Regions from separate parts of the Sus scrofa genome. Here regions 1 and 2 are each linked to region 3. The links are chromatin contacts, called in public promoter capture Hi-C maps. All regions are on one chromosome and are shown on one strand. Each heading gives the region's core, a stretch centred on a gene start, on an enhancer-like site or on the middle of the called end of the contact. The rest is flanking DNA. Distances are from core to core; before and after follow the strand shown. Region 1 holds the start of ZNF511 (zinc finger protein 511). Region 2 holds the start of ECHS1 (enoyl CoA hydratase, short chain, 1, mitochondrial). Region 3 holds the start of BNIP3 (BCL2/adenovirus E1B 19 kDa protein-interacting protein 3).

Region 1 (2,700 bases), core at 29-2,528, 880 kb after region 3:
CCTGCCAGCACCCCAAACTACCTGTGACTTGCAGTTAATCACAGAGGACGCTGGACCAGGCGCTGCAAACCACCGGCAAAACAGCCGACAGCCAGGCTTCCCACATTCCCACGAGGTTTCCCAGGACCGCGGCCTGGCCTGAACGGCTGGACCAGGATCACTGGTCACACCAGATGGCAAGAACACTGCAGGGGCCACCAAAAGAAAACACCTCTCCTCCAGACACAAGTGGGTGGACAGGGCTCTTCTAAAGAAAGATCATTTCAGCAAATGTTTATTTAAAAACCGTCTTGGAGTTCCACTGTGGCTCAGCGGTAACAAACCCAACTGGTATCCATGAGGACGCAGGTTCAATCCCTGGCTTCCCTCCATGGGTTAGGGATCCCACGTTTGCTGTGGCTGTGGTGTAAGCCCGCAGCTACAGCTCCGATTCCACCCCTAGCCTGGGAAATTCTATATGCCATGGGTGCAGCCCTAAAAAGAGAAGAAAAAAAACCAATCAAACAACGACACCCCCCCCCAAATCTGTCTTCATGAAACTTTACATTTGTGGTAGAAATAAAAGCAGAGACGTCCTTAATACAAGGAGCCTGCTGTTCCACGTCACTTTGGGGAACAATTCCTGCAAGATCTGTGGCTCTCGCCTGCAGGCAGCCCCCGCCCCGGGTGCCTGGAAATGCCTAGGGGAGTCTGGGCAGTCACGGTGACTGCAGAGGTGTCTAGAATCTCCGTGGGCAAGAGGCCGGGGAGCCGAACATCCACAGAACCCTCCCACCAAAAATACCAACAGCAGCCCCACCGAGCACAACTCTGAGGAGCACGAGCTGCAACAGCTCAGCTCAGCTTTCTGATGCTGCCGCTGCTTCTCCCGACCGGTCGCCACAAATGGACACAGAGACCCTCAAGACAGTGGGACATGCAGAGGGCTCAGCGCATGTGAATTTGCCGAAAACCACTCGGGGTCCAGTCTGGGGACCGGTCTGGGTACAGGGGATCGGAAGGCCGCGGCGGCACTGCCCGGGGGAGACGGCGGCGGCAAGGAGGACGGGAGGGAGGCTGGGAGCCTCTGCAGCCGGGAGCCTGCGCTGCTCGGGGCGGGAGGGGACCCAGAGGCTCATCGGTGGGACGCGCGACGTCCGCTCCGCCCCGGAGCCGCCCCCAGACTCAGACCCCACGGCCCCGCGCCCCACTCACCACAGGGCGCGGAGCCGGGCACCCAGCCCGCGAAACCCGCAGCGACAGCCCCTCCGGCAGCGGAAGTGCGGCGACGTCACATCCGGCCCCGCCCCGCCGCCGCCGACGTGCGGACGGTGGCCGACAGGCCGTGGGGGCGCCGGCTCGCTGGGCGATGCAGCTGCCGCCCGCGCTGCACGTCCGCCTGGCGGGGGCCGCCGGGGCGGCCGAGCCGCTGCCCGTGGAGCGGGACCCCGCGGCCGGGGCCGCTCCCTTCACCTTCGCGGCGCGCCAGGTGCGCTTCCCACGGGAGCACGAGTTCTTCGAGGTTCGTGAGCCGAGGAGGGAGAGGGCAGTTGTGAGGGGCGGGGCCAGCGCCCTGGGGGCGGGGCTGTGGGCGGGACCAAGAGCTCGAGGCGGGGCCGGGGCGGGCGCAGATTTTTCCGTCAAGGAGCTAAGGCTCCGGGCGGGGCCGAGGGCCGGAGCCGGGGGACCCGGGCGGGTAGGCGGAGTCAGGGCTCACGGGGCTGTCTCCTGCAGGACGGGGACGTGCAGCGGCACCTCTACCTCCAGGATGTGCTTACGCAGGTGGCCGGGGCACCCGAGAGGCCCAGGTGAGCGCAGTGGCCCCGCACGTATCCCCTTCTTGTCTTCTCCTCGCCCCTCCGTCTTCCCGCCCCTCCTCAGGTGCCCTTGCTGCCCCTCAGCCTGGACCACCGACCAAGCCTGCGTGGCTGCCCTCACCTCGGCCTAGCTGGTCTATGAAAGGCTAATTGTTCTGAAACTAGGATTTGGGATTGCGAGAGGAAATCCGAAGCTTTGTCGGGCAACCTAAAGGGGAACTGTGACAGGGAGCCTGAGGTTCTGTCCTTCGCCAGGGTGCCCGAGTTCACCTGTCACGTGGCTGGCTGCTGCCAGGTGTTTGATGTCCTGGAGGACTACGAGCACCACTACCACACGCTGCACAGGAACGTCTGCTCCTTCTGCAAGCGGGCCTTCCCCTCTGGACACCTGCTGGACACCCACATTCTGGAGTGGCACGACTCCTTGTTCCAGATCTTGGCCGAGCGGCAGGACATGGTGGGTGACGTCTTGCCCACCGAGGCCACGGGCAGTCATCACGAGGGCTTGTTCCTAGCCCTGTGCCTCGGGGTACCAGAGCCTGGGGTTGAAGCACAGCAAGGCGGGGGTGTGGCAGCCACTAGGATCAGGGTGGGTGACGCTGTTTCCGTTGCAGTATCAGTGCTTGGTGGAGGGCTGCCCAGAGAGGTTCAGAACCAGCAGAGACAGGAAGGAGCACCTGGTGACTGGTCACCTCTACCCCGCAGACTTCCGCTTCGATAAACCGAGGAAGAGCAAAGGGTAGGTAACGGTGTGCGAGGAAGGCGCCTCTCGAGCTTAGGAGAACCTCCGAGTACGTAAACTTTAAGGGTATCCGTGTCCCCTGGCATCTCGTGTGGTTGCAGGCAACAGAAGTGGACAAGAGGGAGCCATTAACCCAGAGGAGTTAAGCAGCTAGGGTGGCTG
Region 2 (2,700 bases), core at 58-2,557, 980 kb after region 3:
CTTTCTTTCTTTCGGTCTATTTTTTTGCCTTTTCTAGGGCCGCACCCGTGGCATATGGAGATTCCGAGGCTAGGGGTCTAATGGGAGCTGTAGCCACCGGCCTACACCACAGCCACAGCAACGCGGGATCCTTAACCCACTGAGCGAGGCCAGGGATCAAACCCGCAACCTCATGGTTCCTAGTTGGATTCGTTCACCACTGTGCCAGGATGGGAACTCCAGGAAACTCCTTTCAACAAAGGTCCACTAGGTGCGGGGAATGAAGCTGCACACTGCACGCTTCCAGCCTTGCGGGGAGGCCCCCCTGGGTGGGGGGAATCGGGGGGGGAGGCACACACAGGCAAAGGCAACTGCGGAGGCCCACAGGGGCTGCTCGCCCAGACAAGAAGGTTAACCAAGGTGGTTTGCTTTCTTGAACAGCGAAAGAGGGAGGCAGTACCCATCCCACTGGCTTGTTGGGGAATAACTGAAATCGGACATGTAAAGGCAGCACGACTGTCACATACAAGCCCGGGAAACAACTGCTAATCACAGGCTAGGATGCAGCAGCAGGTGGCCAAAGAGAACTTAAAACCAACACTTGTTAGTTAGGTTGTCAGCGGACCAAAAGTGAAGGAAGAGGCGGCGGGAATTCTTCCCCAGCTCAGCGACGTGGGCAAGAGTTGCCGCGGGGAACTGGGCAGAGGTGCTCGGCAGAGAGGAGGAGGGGCGCGCGGCGGGGGGGGAGGGGCCGAATCCGAAGGCCAGAGCCCAGGAGAAAGCCTGGACCTGGGGAGGCCCGGGCAGGAGGCACAGCGGGACAGCACGAGCTTCCCCTTCCTACTCCAGAGGCGCTAAGCGCACCTTCTCTTAAAGTCTGAGGAATTTCACAACCAACAGCCAAACGCTGAAATGGTCAGAGGTCTGAGCTCTCGGTCCCTGGTCTCTGGAGTTGAGGCGCTAGTGACCCCAGGGCTCCGCCAGCTCGGGCAGCAGGTGCCGGGAGGGGTTGCGAGGCTGGCCGGGTCCCCTGCAGGGGCGGGGTCCCGCCTAGCGGCGCGCCCAGGCTGAGGCCCGGGGGTCCCGGGCGCTGCCGAGGGACCCCCGCCGCGGGTCCGCCCCCGCCCCCGCCCCCGCCCCCGCCCCCGCACTCACTCGAGGCCAAGGAGCGCAGCGCGGGGCAGCCGGGCCAGGCGCGCAGCGGGGCGCGGACGCGTGGCAGCAAGGCGCGCAGGGTCGCCATGGCGCTCCCGGGACGAGGGGCCCCACTGCCGGAAGCCAGCCCAGCGGAGCCACCGCCCAGCGGAGCCGCCCCCCGGCTGCGCCAGTCAGGGCCCGCCCCGCCCACTGCGGGCATCGCGCGACCAGGCGGCGGAAGGGGCGGGGCCGCGGTCGGGGGCGGAAGGAGGCGGGGAGCGCTCAGGTTCCGGCGGGGCGGGAGGAGGGGCAAGGGGTGGGGACGGGGCGGGGCGGGAGGAGGGGCAAGGGGTGGGGCCGGGGCCGAGCGGCGGCCGCAGGGGGGGCGGCTCCGGCGCCGGTCGGTGCCCGCGTCCCTGTCCCCCGGTCCGCGCCGCCTTTAGCGGACCCCGCTCGGTGGCGTCCTTCCAGCAGCCCGAAGACCTGAGAGCAGACCCGCCAGGGCCGGCCGAGCCGTGGGGGTGGGGTCGGAAGCACGCGTGGGCTGCGCGCCGCGTGCGCGAACCTGGAGGGCCGCCCGCGCACACCGGCCCAGGACACACCGGGCGGTGAAATCAGGCCTCCGGGCGACGTTCAGGTGTAATTCGGGGCGGAAAGCCAGAGCAACCCGGAGAGGCCTCTGAGCCGTGCGGTCCTTGAGTTAGGGGATTCTCGTTTGTGTTTTAAAGGGGAGGACAAAGATGCAGTTAATCATCGTTTTGAGCCGTTTCTGTCGGGCTGTCTCTGGTTTTCGGTCTCAGGCCACGTGGTCCATGGCTTGGCGGGCTGGTCGCTCGGCCTGCCCTGGAGAAGCAACCTGAGCTTGTGTGTTGATGTCTGCAGAGGCAGTGATGGTTTGCTGAGGATGTCACCCGCAACCGCGACTTTAGTTGTCTGACTTTGATTGCTATTCAGTTGGCGCAGGACTGAGGTCGGGAGACAAGAAAGAGAAGAAAGTTTTGGGTAGAGAGATTCGTCAGAAGCTCAGTAGGGAAACTAGGTTTTAGGGGGCCTTGGTTTCAATAGTTTTCAATATTGAAAATGTGTATCAGACCCTGAGTCCTTGTGTTTGGAAGGAAAAGCCTTTTAGCCTCCCAGCCTCCCCTCAGTCTCAAAAGTTAATGATTAGAGTTAATGATTAGGAAATTTTGTTATAGCTAAAAAAAACAAAGCAGTCTCCATCATGTCATGCTCTGCCTTGGCCACCAGCTGGACTTTGTTTCCTTTCTCCTTAGAGTTCTAGGCACCTAGTGTCCAGCTTCCCCAAATGACCTCTTCCTTGCTAGTCGCGTGCTTTTACTCTTGGTTACCACATAGGCAGAGTTAGGGTGCACCTAGTGTTTGCGTTTGTACATGGAACACTTGCTAATACACCTTCCCTGTAAGCAGTCTTCATTCAAGAGAAAAGGTTCAGGCATAATAACCCCCAAAGACAACCAGAAACCATCACTGGACCAACTGACACAGGCCTCAACAACTCTGAAATGACCTGTGGAGGGAAAATAATGTACACACCTTAATCAGTAATCCTGTCTTTCAGAATAA
Region 3 (2,700 bases), core at 15-2,514:
GCAGGAGTTTCCACTCGGCCTGCAACTGTCTTTTTATAGAATAAACAAAACAGAAAAACAAATCTTTTAACTTGGGAGCTGGCCTTCTGCATTGCCAATGACTCAGCAGTTTGGTGTGTCAATCAAGGAACGGAGATGGGGGCTCTGGGCGCTTAGAACCCTTCCAGACACAAATCTCAACCACCAAAGCACGAGGTCAGAAGCGTAGACGAGTGACCACGGCATCCTCGGTGGTGAGAAAAGACAGATTCAATCTCAACCTGTTTCCAAGAAGATAAGCAGTGTTGAAATTTAATGAGATGACAGGATTTTTAAACTGTCGTCTTAGTTCTAAATGCACATTATACAACGCATTACACCGAGTCTTACTTAGGAAAAGCTTGTTGGAAGGCGTAAGAAAATGTGGCTAAGTTCAGATAACAAAAAGGTTTTCAAAAACTTAAAAATGCACCCGCAAAGGTTTCGACGGTCCTCTCCAAACTTATTTACGTGCTCCCGCTGCCTAAACTCTTGCTTCAGAGGATCCAAAGGTCGCGCGCACGGCCCCTCCTCCAGCCCGCGGCCGCGGGGCTCCCCAGGGACAGGACCGCGAGGCCGGACCCCGCGAGCCCGCTTTCCGGGAGGGGCAGGGGGTCCCCGCCTCGCCGGCCACCAGTCCGCGTCCAGCTTGGCTTTGGAACGACCCCCAGGACGAGAGAACCTGAGCTTCAGGGAAGAGCTGGCGGCGCGCCCCCGCCGTGTCTAAGCGGCCCCCCGACGCTGACCGGCGCCCCGCACCCCCGGCAGCCCCGGCAGCCCACGTCCCCCAGCCGCGCCTCCGGACCGAGCCGACGACGCTGCAACCACGTCCACGAACTCCACCCGCAAGCCAGGCGTTTGCTCGCCGGTACCGGCACGGGCCCTGGGCTGCGCCTCTGCCGTCCGGGGAGGCTGCACCCGCCGCGCCCCGAGCCCGCGGCGCCCGGCCTCCCGGGGGTCCCCGCGCAGCCCCTCCACCAGGCCGCCCGGGCCCGCTCACCGTGCAGGCTCTCCTCCTGCAGCCCGGGGGCCTCGCTCTGAGACATGGCGGCGGGGCGGCGGGGGCCGGAGCCGAGCTGCGGCCGCAGAGGGACGGGGGGAGGCGGCAGCGGTGGCGGCGGCGGCGGCGGCGCGGGCCTAGCAGCTCGAGCGCGGTCGGCCCGCGGCCCGACTGACTGACGCTGGCGGCGGACGCACGGCGGATAAGCGGCGGCGAAGCGGCGGCGCCGCCCATTGGCCGCGGGGCGGGGCCTTCGAGGGCGCGTGCGGCGCGTGCGACGCGTGCGCGGGGCGGGGGCGGGGGAGGGGTCGCCTGAGGAGTGGAGCGCGCGTGCGCTGGCCGGGCGGTGCGGAGGGGGCTGCGCGTGCGCAGGCGGGACGGGGCGCGGGGCGGGGCGGGGAGACCCGGGCCGGGAGCGCGCGCCCTGGGGGGCGAGGCGTGGGAAACCGGCAGGTGCGTGTCGGACGTGCGGGCCCCGCGGAGAAACCTAGGCCGGCGGGAGGCGGGGCCTGGCGGGGCCTGGGCGTCGGTGATACTGCCTGAGGCCTGACCGCGCTCCCTCTGACCGCGGGGAGGAGAGCAAGGGAGGCGGGGCAGCCAGCCGAAGGCGGCGCTGGCAGTTTGGCCGGCGTCCTGAGGCCACCAGCCGGTCGCCCCTCTCAGTTGACCGCCTTTTGTACGTCAGCCTGGCGGGAAGTCAGATCAGAATCTCTGGCAACAGGTCTGGGATGCCGCACATCAGCCCTGTGACCACAAGGCCTAAATGGCCAGGACTTGATCAGCGATGACAGCTTCCCCGACTTCGGTCCCTGCCTCCAGCTCAGGACCAACCAGAGAAAGACAGATAGGACCAATATTTGCGTCCCTAGCCAATCGCAGGGACGCGGCGGATGCTCATGAGAGGGGCATCAATCTTGCTTTCTCTCTGGATGTCCAGGAGCTGGCCTTGCTTTCAGGCTGACTGTCCTTCTCATTTTCACTTGCTCATGGTGCGTGGAGCCCACGCCGCCCCTGTCCCAGCGGCATTCTAGTTGGGTGCAGCCAGGAACAAACAGAACAGCGTGTCCCTGCAGAGGCGCGAATTGCAGTCTCTCAGTGTTCCCACCCCAGCCCTCCCCAGGCGCCCCTCCCAGCTCCTCGGCCCCTCTTCCTGGGGAAGCAGCTGCGGTATTGAGCCTTAGGGCCCACAGACACCCTGTGTTTGGCCATCATTTAGGTGTTCTTTGACTTTTTTCTCAGCAGTATCTTGCAGTTGTCAGGGTTCAGGGCTCGCACATCTTTTGTCAGAGGCATCTCTAAATATTCATACTTTTAATGTTATGGTGACTACCGTTGTTAAATCTCATTTGATTGCTTTTTGAAAATATATAGGAATATGGATTTTAGTGTCATCACGTCTTGCAACCTGCTAAGCTCACTGAAGTTTTTTATAAGTCCTCGAAAAGACAGTGGCACCTGGTTTTCCTTCCCCATGTGGAACCCTCTACAGCTTCCAGCAAGTTCCATCACCCAGAGGACGCCATGCAAGGAAGTGGCAATGCCGGGACTTGAAGACCTGCTCCAGTGACAGGCCCTACTCTCACCTGCCCTGCCCTGAAAAACAGCCTCAGTGGCCTAGGGAAGTCCCCAGGTCAGGGGTCACATCTAAGCTGCAACTGCAGCCTACGCCACAGCAACCCTGG

The links. Promoter capture Hi-C pulls out the DNA fragments that hold promoters and counts their contacts.
Region 1: a contact with region 3 is called in a promoter capture Hi-C map of liver, with 3 times the contacts expected there. The contact joins the promoter of ZNF511 here to the promoter of BNIP3 in region 3. A contact is called at or near these places in 1 of 5 promoter capture datasets (liver) and 1 of 2 datasets of contacts at active chromatin or transcription factors (alveolar macrophages).
Region 2: a contact with region 3 is called in a promoter capture Hi-C map of liver, with 5 times the contacts expected there. The contact joins the promoter of ECHS1 here to the promoter of BNIP3 in region 3. A contact is called at or near these places in 1 of 5 promoter capture datasets (liver) and 1 of 2 datasets of contacts at active chromatin or transcription factors (alveolar macrophages).

The regions. Positions count from the first base shown.
Region 1 is chr14:141,252,095-141,254,794 of Sscrofa11.1, forward strand. ZNF511 (zinc finger protein 511) reads left to right here and starts at 1,279. Exons shown (of 5, transcript XM_021073935.1): 1 at 1,279-1,501; 2 at 1,714-1,787; 3 at 2,052-2,253; 4 at 2,411-2,535. The coding sequence starts at 1,349. It overlaps TUBGCP2 (gamma-tubulin complex component 2), which reads right to left and starts at 1,283. Exons shown (of 18, transcript XR_002338877.1): 1 at 1,195-1,283.
Region 2 is chr14:141,347,563-141,350,262 of Sscrofa11.1, forward strand. It overlaps ECHS1 (enoyl CoA hydratase, short chain, 1, mitochondrial), which reads right to left and starts at 1,308. Exons shown (of 8, transcript NM_001190175.1): 1 at 1,135-1,308. The coding sequence starts at 1,222.
Region 3 is chr14:140,370,687-140,373,386 of Sscrofa11.1, forward strand. It overlaps BNIP3 (BCL2/adenovirus E1B 19 kDa protein-interacting protein 3), which reads right to left and starts at 1,265. Exons shown (of 6, transcript XM_003359404.4): 1 at 1,019-1,265. The coding sequence starts at 1,064. It overlaps LOC110256840 (a long non-coding RNA gene), which reads left to right and starts at 1,392. Exons shown (of 2, transcript XR_002338864.1): 1 at 1,392-1,471; 2 at 2,390-2,700.